Linked DNA regions of Mus musculus: regions 1 and 2 are each linked to region 3. Evidence: chromatin contacts called from public HiChIP or PLAC-seq and capture Hi-C data. All regions are on one chromosome and are shown on one strand. Each heading gives the region's core, a stretch centred on a gene start, on an enhancer-like site or on the middle of the called end of the contact. The rest is flanking DNA. Distances are from core to core; before and after follow the strand shown. Region 1 holds the start of Ptprz1 (protein tyrosine phosphatase, receptor type Z, polypeptide 1). Region 2 holds the start of Fezf1 (Fez family zinc finger 1). Region 3 holds the start of Fam3c (family with sequence similarity 3, member C).

Evidence for each region. HiChIP or PLAC-seq counts read pairs in DNA pulled down with a chosen protein or histone mark. Capture Hi-C pulls out chosen DNA fragments and counts their contacts.
Region 1: a contact with region 3 is called in an H3K4me3 HiChIP or PLAC-seq map of forebrain, with 5 times the contacts expected there. The contact joins the promoter of Ptprz1 here to the promoter of Fam3c in region 3. A contact is called at or near these places in 1 of 39 promoter capture datasets (hippocampal neurons) and 4 of 115 datasets of contacts at active chromatin or transcription factors (astrocytes, embryonic forebrain, forebrain and 1 more).
Region 2: a contact with region 3 is called in a capture Hi-C map of embryonic stem cells, with 3 times the contacts expected there. The contact joins the promoter of Fezf1 here to the promoter of Fam3c in region 3. A contact is called at or near these places in 3 of 115 datasets of contacts at active chromatin or transcription factors (astrocytes and embryonic stem cells) and 1 of 9 other capture datasets (embryonic stem cells).

Annotation. Positions count from the first base shown.
Region 1 is chr6:22,873,263-22,877,246 of GRCm38.p6, forward strand. It overlaps Ptprz1 (protein tyrosine phosphatase, receptor type Z, polypeptide 1), which reads left to right and starts at 2,240. Exons shown (of 30, transcript NM_001081306.1): 1 at 2,240-2,622. The coding sequence starts at 2,565.
Region 2 is chr6:23,245,933-23,249,935 of GRCm38.p6, forward strand. Fezf1 (Fez family zinc finger 1) reads right to left here and starts at 2,332. Exons shown (of 4, transcript NM_028462.1): 1 at 1,342-2,332; 2 at 964-1,098; 3 at 583-715; 4 at 1-163. The coding sequence starts at 2,142.
Region 3 is chr6:22,354,149-22,358,098 of GRCm38.p6, forward strand. It overlaps Fam3c (family with sequence similarity 3, member C), which reads right to left and starts at 1,933. Exons shown (of 10, transcript NM_138587.4): 1 at 1,847-1,933.

The DNA.
Region 1 (3,984 bases), core at 990-3,489, 520 kb after region 3:
ATGGTGGCTTTTGTGCCTTCAAGAATATTGGCAATATTCCTAACCACAGAATGAAATTATGGGGATCATAGATTCACCTGTTGGCTCTTCCAGAGAGACTTTAGTTCCTCCTGGGGCTTTGTTTGGTGAATCAAATCTAATACCAACTAATGAAGAGCTAACATAATCATTCTTATTGCTGGACTATTATTCTCCCAGGATGATGGAGAACCCTTGATAACTGAGATGCACTTGATTACATATGTTTTCCCTGTGTAAACTTAGCTTCTATTTTAATTTTACATCTATCTATCTATCTATCTATCTATCTATCTATTCATTTGGGGGTGGTGCATGCCACAGCATTTAAATAGAAGAGACAGGACAACCTATGAAAGACACTTCTCAGTGAGGCTGGTGCCTTTATCCACTGAGCCGTCTTGCAGTAGCCAGCATCTTCTACTAAGCAGTTGAAGTTCCTTCTGTGTTTCCCTAGGAGTTCAAAGTGAGAAGGCTTAGCATTTCCGGTATGAGCTTCTCCACAAGGAAATCAATGCTTGCCACAGTATGAACATTCTTAGTCTGACGGAAATGACAGTGCTTTCAATATAACATGTGACTTCGGTGGCTTTCAGTTTGGTTTCCAGCCTGTTTGATAATCAGATTCTCCAAATGTCCTTTCTGCAAATCTCTAGGAAAACGTCCCTGCCCACTCCAGCTCACATTCAATAAACACTGTTTTTCATTTTTCCCCCTGAACTCTGGATACACTTCCAGTGGATATACACACCTGTTGGTATGTTAGCAAAAATGACCAGAAATTTTCTTGCCTTATGGAAACTCTCAATCTCTATTATAATCCTCGAGGCATTTCTATTTCAAGGAGTGAGAAGAATAGGGTAAGGGTCAACTTCTTATACCGATATGTGTTCCTAAACAAACACTCTAGCTTCAAGACCCGTCCTTTCCTGACGACATGCATTCACCATCCACGAATCGATAGCAAGCTGCATCATTAGCTCTGTCCATTGACCCCAGTGTTCAGAGGCGGTGGGAATTCTGTGAGAACGGGTAGTCACAGCTGAAACAGACTTGGAATTCCAATTTGTATGCATTAAGCATCCTTTGTATTTTATAAAGCTACAGCACTGGCTTTGAGACAATAACAGAACACAAGAGTACATGCTGTACAGATCCCTACATCAAACGGTACCAGGGATAGTTCCGGAACTTGGTTTTCTCTGCCTTTGAATGTGACTCCCAAAAGGCTCTGAATAGAGTCTCTTATCAGTGTAAAATGTAAAATAACTAAACCCCATCGTGTATATGAAAATCTCACAAATATTTAGGTCGATGTATTTAGGCTATTGACTGACATCACCACCAGTTAACTTGTTTCATGTGGACCTCAACATAATTCAACAAACATTTCAGGAATACCTATTCAACTCCCTACCCCGCCCCCCAAGTCAGGAGTTCAGGTTATAGCACTCACGCTCCTACACAGCAAACAAACACCTCCATAGAAACAGGCTCCTAAGGAAAGAACGACATGCTCAGCTCCGAGGAAGCACAGGGTGTGTATTATATTTCTTTTGTGTACCCTTCAATCTAGCAATTAAAAAAAAAAATCTTTCTACAGGAGGACCCTGTGCAAAGAGACACTTGGGGAGTTCCATCCAGCAGGACCAGGGCAGTGTTGACAGTTCCCCACAGCCGCGCAGAGCAGGACAGAATGATTGGGGTCTAATGAAGGGTCAGCCAGGACCAAATGGTCACAGTAGTGCTGCAAATGATTGGACTTAACTACCCTAATGGTAATGGGAGCTGGAACTACTTTACTCACTAAGAAAATGGAAAGGGGGGCGGGGAGAGCTCAGTTTACCCAGGCCCCCTTCAACCCTTCCGGATAGGACCATCTTGGTAACTGCAGAGACGACAATAAACAAAGAAAAAAGACTTTCCCAGGGGTGAAGTCAAAAGGTCGGCCCCAAGCTGTGCGGGACAATGGGGACCCAGCCTCCTCTTGTGTCTTCCTAGTGGGTGAAGGAGCCTTAATGAAGAGACCTTTTTCACCGCGAAGATTCTAAGCCCCAGCGGGTTCCACCTCCAGCCCTGGGCGGGGGAGGGGCGCGGGGCTGGGACAGGCTGGGCCCCGCCACGCCCCTCTTTCTGCTGCTGCGCGACCCCGGCCCCCGCCTGCGCTCCTGCTCCCCCGCCCCCGCGCACTGCGCGTGCCCAGCCCGGAGCGCGTCCCCGCAATTCCGCGCCGCTGCGCTGCGAGCGCTCAGATCCTGGCCGCTGCAGCCCGCTCAGGCAGGGGACAGCGTCCCGCCTGAAGCCAGGCGCTTGGTCCAGGCTCGGTCCCCGCACCCACGCGCCGCCTAGCCTTGTATTCTCTTCTTCTCTCTTCTCTTCCTCTCTCTCTCTCTCTCTCTCTCTCTCTCTCTCTCTCTCTCTCTCTCTCTATCACTCGTTCACCTAGACCCTGGCCAGTCACCGGCGTCCCCTGCCTCGGTGTCCCCACCCTCTGTACCCTAAGCTGTACCCCTGCGGCTGGCGAGGGGCCGCGGACCGGGCTGGAGATGCGAATCCTGCAGAGCTTCCTCGCGTGCGTTCAGCTCCTGTGCCTGTGTCGCCTGGGTAAGTGATAGGACCTCGGCGGGGCACCCGCGCGGGGCTCAGTCTCTGGGACGCAGCTTGGGTGGGGGATTTCAGAACATTGGGTAGCACCCCAAGAAGAGTTATCCCGAACCTTTCGATGTCACTTGCACCGGCTGCGCCCTCATCCCCTCAACTACCACCTGCTGGGTCCCTCTACTGAGACTCCTTTGGTCAGGACACCTAGACACAGGAGGTCGCCGCCTGTCAGGGTCCCCTCGCATGCGTGCTCTCCATATTGCAAAAAGTGGAAATAGCCTTGTAGACCTACATAAGAGAATGAGTCGGTGACTAGAAATACACTACAGCAGTGGCGAGGGGCTGCGACCTAAACGTTCCTTTCTATGTTGCCACTGTAGTACTGTGGACTTGAACGGAAGGCACACGTGTCTGTCTTGAATTACGCACACGCACCTGAAAGGCACTGAGCTGAACAAGCATCGACCTGACTTTTCTAGTACTTTCAATTTAGTCACGTTCAAGTCCAGGCAGTCACTTACAAAAAAGTTCCAGTCAAATCTCTATGAGCATTCTGCCCCCAGCTTCCAGAGAGAAGAGCTGCAGGTGATGGGCGAACAGGGACACAGCACCTTCGCAGGCGTCCGAACCTTACAAGTGTTAAGTGGATATTACTCTCTGCAGTCAACGGTGTGAATATTTACTGGGAATGAGGGTGCAGACTTAGGTTTCTAAAAAGAAAACAAAAAGTAAAACCTGTCTTTTGTTTTGTTTGTTGTTTTGTTTCCTTATTTTAACTACTAAAAGCCCCTTTCAAATGCCTGTTGGAAGACATTGACCTAAAAATTAGAATGTGTACCTCGATTTGTGAGTATAACTGTTTAGCTCCCATCAGTCCTATAGCCCCACTTTTAAATTTCGTTTATAATAAAGGATATATTAAACATGCACTTCCAATCCGATGGAGAGTGCTCCTCTTAGCACCTTCGCGAACAGAAGTCATTTCTAGTTCTGACTGATGAGACTTGTGTAGGTCACTATGGTGATGACTGCCTGTAATCCACTCTGAGTATTCACCTAACCTCAATCCCCAAGGCTTGGTGAAAGTATTCAGAGCCGTCTTGGCCAATGCCTTGTAGGCAGCCACTCAGCTGACAGATCCCCTGACCTTCCCTGACAGGGCAGGCTTGAAGTTGGTTGTTGAATCCCAAGGACTCTGGTTCTTTAGAAATGTTCTTCCAATCCATACCTGTTGAATTGACATTTCCACATTCCAGCCACAGACATTTTAGCAACAAAGCCAGGTCCTCTTGATACTTAAATTATTGTTTAAGGAGATCTTACAGCATTAGGGAAGCAAATTACAGTATTACTCTGCACTTCAGC
Region 2 (4,003 bases), core at 1,082-3,581, 890 kb after region 3:
CTACAAAAGCCCTTGCCACACGTGGGGCAGGTGAAAGGCTTCTTGTCGTTGTGAGTGTGCATGTGGAAGGTGAGGTTGTACACCTGGTGGAAAGCCTTGTTGCAGATATTGCACTTGAACTGTTTCTCCCCGCTGTGGGTTAACTTGTGATTTTTGTAATTCCCTGAAATAGAAAAAATAGCCCGGCTAAGATGATGAACAAAGCTGGAAAACAGGAGAGATGGTGCATAAAACATAAGGAGGCAGCCCGACGAGCCACCACAGTTTTGGCCCAGGGTTCAGGGCATTGATTCTTCTACGTTTGTTTTTAAGCACACTGAATTTATTTCCTCTACATATTAATAGACATTATTTATCCAGTTACACTAACCGAAAACTGGAGGTGGCAAAGAAACACCCTTTGACATATCAAACGTGCCTTTTCTTACACTGGTCAGACCAGATAGTAGGGAATAAAATTGACAGTCTTCTTCGGCTCAGGTAAGCAGGTACACTTTAGAGGTCATTAAAAAAAAATCCCGAGAATATCCAGTATAACTTTCCTATGACCACCCTGAGAAAGACATCTCCTGTGCTCAATACCTTTTTGATGAAATCCTTTGCCGCAGAATTCACACACGAATGGTTTGTAGCCCGCGTGAATTCGGGTATGTGTGTTTAACGTGGAACTTCTGTTAAATGCTTTACCGCACTGGTTGCACTTGTGAGGTTTCTCCTAAGCAGCAGAGAGAAAGGGAAGAATAGAGAACTTAATTTACAGTACTTGGTTATTGTGATGCGGAATCCTATCATCACCATACACTTTGAAGCTTTTAAACAGGTCAAAGATAACAACACAAGGCCTCCCAGTCCAGCCTCCACAGCCCAGAAGGTCTTATGCTAAAGAATGAGGCTATATCGATGCGTTTTTCCCCCCAAATGGTTCCAAAGCCTTTCGGGTAAACTTCTGACGGAGGAACATACCTGTGTGTGAATGATCTTATGCCGGCAAAGGGTGCTAGCTTGCCGGAAACCTTTCCCACACACTTTACACACGAAGGGTCTGGCTCCTGTGTGTACCGGCATGTGACGGGTTAAGTTATAGTGCGCATTAAAGACCTTAAAAATTAAACACAAAGGAAAACAGGTTAACGGAAGCACAGATTGGATCCAAAGTGATAAAAAGGAGGGAGGGGGCAAAACAAGTTTATACTTCCACTCCCCAAATACTAAAACAGAAGCGAGGGATGGAGAGAGGAAGGAAGAAAGGAAGGAAGGAAGGAAGGAAGGAAGGAAGGAAGGAAGGAAGGAAGGAAGGAAGGAAGGAAGGAAGGAAGAAGGAACTCCTGGCATAAGACTTGCCTTGCCGCAGACTTCACAAGTGAAAACTTTGGGCTTGGCATTTGGAGAGCCGCGGCTGAAATCCGAGGTTTTGAAAGCGATTTTTTCCGACAAAAGTTGGGCGCTTTCTTTCATGTAATGCTGCAGCTGAGCCTGGGACAGGTCTTTGAAAGCTACTCCCGAAGGGAGTTTCTCCACTGCCGGTACAACCAGTTTATTCCTTTCGGCTAAATACGTTTTGGGCTGTGGGTGCAAAGGGGAACTGAGAAAGTAGGAGGCCACCGGGTGGATGTTCACGCTCGCAGCCGGGTGGCACGGGCCGTCACCTCGGTTCAGGTAGCACAGGGCACCCATGGCGTGAAACGAAGAGTGGTTGACCACACGCGGCCTTACCAGCTTGTACTGCTGTAGTGGCAATGCGTCGCGGGCCAGGTCGCCCTTAAGACTTAGCGCGCAGTTGAGCAGGTCGCTGCAGCTGAACGCCGGCGCAGAGGGCGCCACCGCGGGCGGCGCCGGAACCTCCAAACTCGCCTTGCGGGGCTCTGAGCCATTCACTCCCGCTTTGGAGTTCGTGTCGTACGCCACGGGGACGAAAGGGATCATGCAGGGGATCGACGAGTTGAGATGCAGAGAGTGCTTGGGGTCCCCTTTGGGCACGGCTCCCTGCAGGAAGTGGGGGACCGGCAGGGCCTTAGGCTCAGGGGTGCGCGCCATGATTCGTTCGATGGAGAAAGCCAAGGGTTTAGATGTGCTCATCACGTTGCCCCGAGCTGGAGCAGTCGCTAGCATTTTGGTGGTCGCGTTGAGGCAGCTACTGTCCATGACTGAGTCGCCAGCGTCGGTCAGCCGGGGTTGAGTCGCGGGATCGTTGCCTTGTCCCCTGCTTGTCACAGACCTGCGGAGAGGACAGGCACCGTCACCACCAGCAGCCTCCTCCTCCTCCTCCCCAGCATCACCAGCCGAACCTGCCTGCCCAGCCCAATGGACTCCTGCCAGCCCATCGCAGAGTTCTTGGCGCACCAATGACTCGGGGACAATCACTACTTATTTCTATCAATAGAAAGTGTTGTGTCAATAACGCAGCCAAGATCTCGCCAATCGTTAACTTCCAAGAGGAGAAGGTAAACTAGATAATTGCTCAATTCGCTTCCAACAGTCAACAGGAAAACTTTTTTTCTCTCTGCAGTCGGTGACTACTTTTCATTGGTGAGAGAGCTTCCCCCGCCCAGAAGAGGCGGGGGCGCTCTCTGCAACGCGCAGAGCCCTCCCCGACGCGCAAGCACTCGCCCGCACACACTTCTCTACCCTTCAGCTGCCCCTCCCCCTAGCTTCCTCTGTCTTTTTAATTCTCAATCTGCTTAACCAGGCTTTAGAGGCCAAGCAAATCTGAGATCAATTTTCTCGTTTAGCTCTAAGTGACATCATCTAAAATCATTGTGCTAGGGCTAAATAAGGAAACAGAGTCTAATTCAGGGGCAAATGCCAGGCTATATTTATCAAACGCCAGGCTCTAGAAAGCCTTGACCAGGAAACCTCTGACGGCAAAATCCGAGGTTTCTGTGCTTGGCTTGCCTGAGCTCAGTTCGGGCCACGATGCCTCCTCCTACGCAGCCCACTTTCATCCTCCGGGACTCGAGGGGGTCTGGGGGGTGAGGTCGGGAGGTGGTGCTCATTCCCTGAATCAAGGAGTCGCTGCAGCTCGAGCCGCGTCTGGACCGTTTGGAAGACACCAGCAGGTAACTGGCCTCCCAAAATGCCCTTGAGATGTAAAGGCCTTGGGAGGCTTGTTATGCGTTTGTGGTTTTGTCAAAGCGATGCCCATGGCAATAGGCCTGGGAAAGACGCACCAGCACCACAAAGTTGAGTTGCAAAGAATAAGAGGGAGCCACACGGCCAGAGACCTAGACGCGGATTGAACTCACACAAACACACGCGTGAGCGCGCTTCCTTGAGTTTCCAGAGAGAACCCCGAAAGGGCATTTCTCCAAAGAACTTGCGCCCACTGCTCTTCCAGAGCAGAGGGTTTTAAACGTGGAGCGGAGAAGGGGAATACAATCTGTCGATCCCTACCCTGGCTGCCAGCGTCTGCGTGCGGCTCATCAGTGCACGCGATACCCCGCGTGTCTGTGCGCGCAGACGAACAAAGTGTGGTGGTCACGGACCATTTCTGCCCCCCCCCCCCGAGCGTTTGGAGACCCTAAGCGTCCCCTACCCCCCCCCACCCTCCCCCGCGCGCCCAGCGCCCTCCTGGTGTGACGCCTGGGGCCCAAATTCGCTAGCTGGGCGAGCTTTCCATGAAAAGGCCGGACGCTGAGGCTCCCATTGCGCGGGTCCCCGCGGCTCCCGCCCGAGTAGCGGCGCGCGCCTTCCCCGGAGAGGTCAACCGGGAGCCTTCGGTCGCCGAGAGCAGAACCCCAGGCACGCTCCTGGGGCTGCGGACCGTAGACAAACCCCCGCCGTTCTCAAGCCAGTTCCCGGAGGAAGCTGAGCGATGAGCCCTGAACCGCCTCCTGGAGGCCGCGGGAAGGAGCTGCCGGCAAACTCCAAGCACCGTCAGCCTGGTGAGTTAACTCTACCGTGTGTGGACCAAGTATCCGCCAGGTATCTGGCCAAGAGTAAGATGTGCTGTCCTCTGGTGAGAACCCTGGAAAGGGCCAGCAGTGGGAGGTGAATGTGGGAGCCT
Region 3 (3,950 bases), core at 683-3,182:
TCACAGATTGCAGCAGCCAAAAGCTCCCCTGAGGGAAAGTGCTGGAACAGGGTGCTTCTATCTGCCCACACAGAAAGGCAGGCAGCTCAGCAGCCAGGGGCACAGAATAAAAAGAAGGCACTGAGGGAGAAGTTGTATCAGCTAAGACAATTTTACAAGCTCCTATTTTGATCCTATGCAATGCCCTTCAAAACTCACTCCAAGCCCACTAATTGCAGGTAATGCAGGGTGCCATTAGTTTACACAGCTGATCCCACAGAACTGCCTTAACAAGCCTGGAGGAGCCGTGATGAAAATCACCAGAAACTCACTGCTGAGGATGCTCACGCAGCAATCAAACTATCACACAAGACGCTCAACAGTCTTACCGAGGGAGGGACCAAAAGGGAGAAATGTGCCATTGAGAGTCTGTGCCTGCCTCTCTGGTCTACATAATTCCATCATTCTGTAGCTTCGCGTCTCCACAACCATAGGGTCGCAGAATGTCACCGACTAGAGGAATTCTATCTCGCCCTTTTTATGTTACAATTTCTTCCTACAAAGAAGAAATATTTTTTTTCTATTTTTTTTTTTCCTGCTGTGTTCACAGCTGTAGTTTGCATGATGCTCTTATACCTGAGTAATGAGCAACGACAGATGAACGACTTGAATTTGATGCGTCGAGCCGTAACGTGCTGGAAGTCATCAGCTGGTTGTTTTAATGAGTACATGTCTTAAGATTCTATGAAACAAACCTAATCACTAGCATAAAACTAAAAACCTAGCAAACTGCCGGAGAGAAATCATCAGATGAGCAACCTCCAGAAAGAAACAGGATGTAAGACAGCAGGGATGTAAGACAGCAGGGCAAGGGAGAGTAACTTACTTTTCTTAGTGAGTGGCATCTGGGAAGTTATTAACTTTACTTCTTCAGTAATGGAGGTTTCTCTGTGCTCCCTAAGGCACTGTATGAGAAACAATGTTTCCAAAGACTTGGAAATTTTAAGTCTATCACTGGTCCTTCCAGGAAAGCTCAGGCCATGGGATCCGCCATTACCATCCAACTTTAAAACTTTCTCAGGAAATAGGTGTCCTAATCTGTAAAATCTGAGCAGTAATAATAGGACCCGTGTGAGGAGTTGTGAAAACTAAATATGCGCTAGGAAATACTGGGTAACTCTATCTAAGACGGTAAAGATGCAAATTAGGGACTTTGTATACATGTATTTCTTCCTATGAAGAAACGAAGCAAAAGTTCTATCAGATAGTAGTTCTATATTATAGGAATTAACTATGTAAATTGAAGCTGATGACTCCCCGCAAGTTACAGCTAGATGTGTCGATCTCAAATCGTCCATCTGGGACTCATTACTAAGTATAAGAGCGCTGACCATCATGCATACTACATCTGTGAACGCAGCAGAAAATAAAACTAAAAATAAAATGAACAGCACTCATCAAAGACATAGAACACCTATGTGTTCACTTGCAAAAGGAGAAAGCAGCTCCAGTTGGGCAGAAATGCAAACTTTACGAGTGGGTCTAGGCGGTCCAGCACAGAGTTCGAATCCAGCACGCCCGTCCATCCCATCCAGTTCTCTGGGAACGCTCAACCTGCAGGATACCGACCACGAGGGGCAAACACCCGCTTCCAGGTGCAGCCGGAGCCCGGTGGCACTCGCGACCCAACGCCCGGGGCAGACGCCGCTGAGCGGGCCGCGATGCTCCGGACGGCCGGGCCCCGCTGCAGCCAAGACCCGCATCGCGCTGCGAGGCAGGAGGCAACCGGCAGCCGGCGAGGTGCTCCGTCCGCTCCTGCCTCCACGCGCCCAGCCGCGCCCAGCCCAGCCGCCAGCCCGAGCCTCACCCGTCTGCGGTCGCGCCGCCGTCAGTCCTGTCGGAGGCCGACGGGAGGTGCCACCGCCGCCGCCTCCTCCCGAGCGCGCCGATCGCGCCTCGGCTTTCCCCGGCTCCTCCGGCTTCGCCGCGCGCCCGCCCGCGCCGAGGAGGAAGCCAGCTCGCCCCAGGCCTCCTCCCACGCTTCCCGACGCGGCCAATGAGCCCGGCAACCGCGGAGCCGCGCACGCCCCCTGGCGGTGGAGGACCGAGCCGACGCTGAGGTCCCTGGAGGAAGGACCACAGCCGCCAAGATCCCGGGTCGCGTCTGCGACTCAATGTGAACTTGCCACGTGGGAGCTGCCGCGTCCGCAGCCAGGACCTGAGAGGCACCCGGGGAGGAAGGAAAATGTGTCAGCGCCTCCGCCCTTCAGTCACACACACACACACACACACACACACACACACACACACACACACAATCCTGACCCTAACGTACTTCAGGAGGCAATTTGAAATGACCAGTCCTAGTCTAGAGCTGATTCAGACTAGGACCATGGGGAATCTTCACTTGACTCCTGCAAGCTAGGAAACTGATCATAAAAATCCTCTAGACAGGGGATTCAGAACGAATTCTGCAACCCCGAATAATCTATCCAAGGGGAAGAATATTGTTTGCATGCTGCATGTCAATTTCTTCTTTCAAATTATTAGCAGTATGAGGAATGTTTTTCTCATCTGTTAGGAAGTTTACCTTTTATCAAGATTTTATGAGTAACTGGGAAATTAACACAAATTTTACTATGCACAATCTAAGAATACAATATTTTTAGTTTCAAATCCATATCTGTATAATTTGCAACTGCTAACTTCTTTTTTTGGAAATCAGGATAATTTATGGTAGCAAAAATTAAACTTAATGAAGTAATAGGGTTTAATCATAACAATTATGTCATCAAATTTCAACATTCCCTCCAAAACATAAAACACACAACCTAAAAAGAACTATGGGGGCTGGAGAGATGGCTCAGCAGTTAAGAGCACTGACTGTTCTTCCGAAGGTCCTGAGTTCAAATCCCAGCAACCATACGTTGGCTCACAACCATCTGTAACGAGATCTGGAGCACTCTTCTGGAGTGTCTGAAGATAGCTAATGTGTACTTACATGTAATAAATAAATAAATCTTTTAAAGAAAGTTAATGTATAGCAAAATTATTAAATAAATAAATAAAATAAAAACTATGAATTCTGTTGCTTAGGCCCCAGGAAAGGGAAAGAGACAGTAAACATCTGAGCTAAATTTCAAACACTTGTCTAGTCCTTTGCCTTGTTACTTAGTTGCTATGAAGAAACATTATGACCAAGGCAACTCTTGTCAAAACAAAAAACAAACAAACAAACAAAAAAAGTTAATTCAGGGCTTTCTTACAGTTTCTGAGGATTAGTCCATGGTCATCAAGGTGGGAAGCCAACAGGCATGGCACCTAAGCAGTAGCTGAAAGCTTCAGATCATGATCCACAGACAACAGACAGAATAGACATTGTTGGGCTTTTGAAACCTCAAAGCCCGCCCCTAGTGACACGCCTCCTCCAAGGCCACACCTCCTAATCCTTCTTAAACAGTTTCACTAACTGGTAGCTAAGCATTCAAATATATAAACCCATAGGGGAGAGGGGTATTTGGATTTTACAGTATTAAAAAGCCATAACAGTTAATATACATGCGCCTCCCCTCTAGTTCCTGTATCCCACTAAAAGAATTGATGAAATCTCTCGAGTGGGAAAATAAATTCCCGTTTGGGAATGAGCGTTTCCTCGGTAACTTAACAGACTAGGAAGGAAACTATATTTGCTACCTTCTGATAAAACCTGAATTATTTTATTCTGATAAAATAAGCAATGCTTATTCCGAAAGTCAGTTTGATTTCCAATTTCCAACACACAATAAGAGAAAGCTCAGAATCCATTTTTTGGTCAACAATAAAATTAATAAATGAGTTACAACCAACATTGTTTCCCTTTGATTCATTGAACAGACTAGAGCTAAACCATTCCTAAAACACGTGCCGCACGGTGTGTGGGAATCTGTGTCTATGTATATGTTTTGTGTTATAATGTAGACTATATATATTTC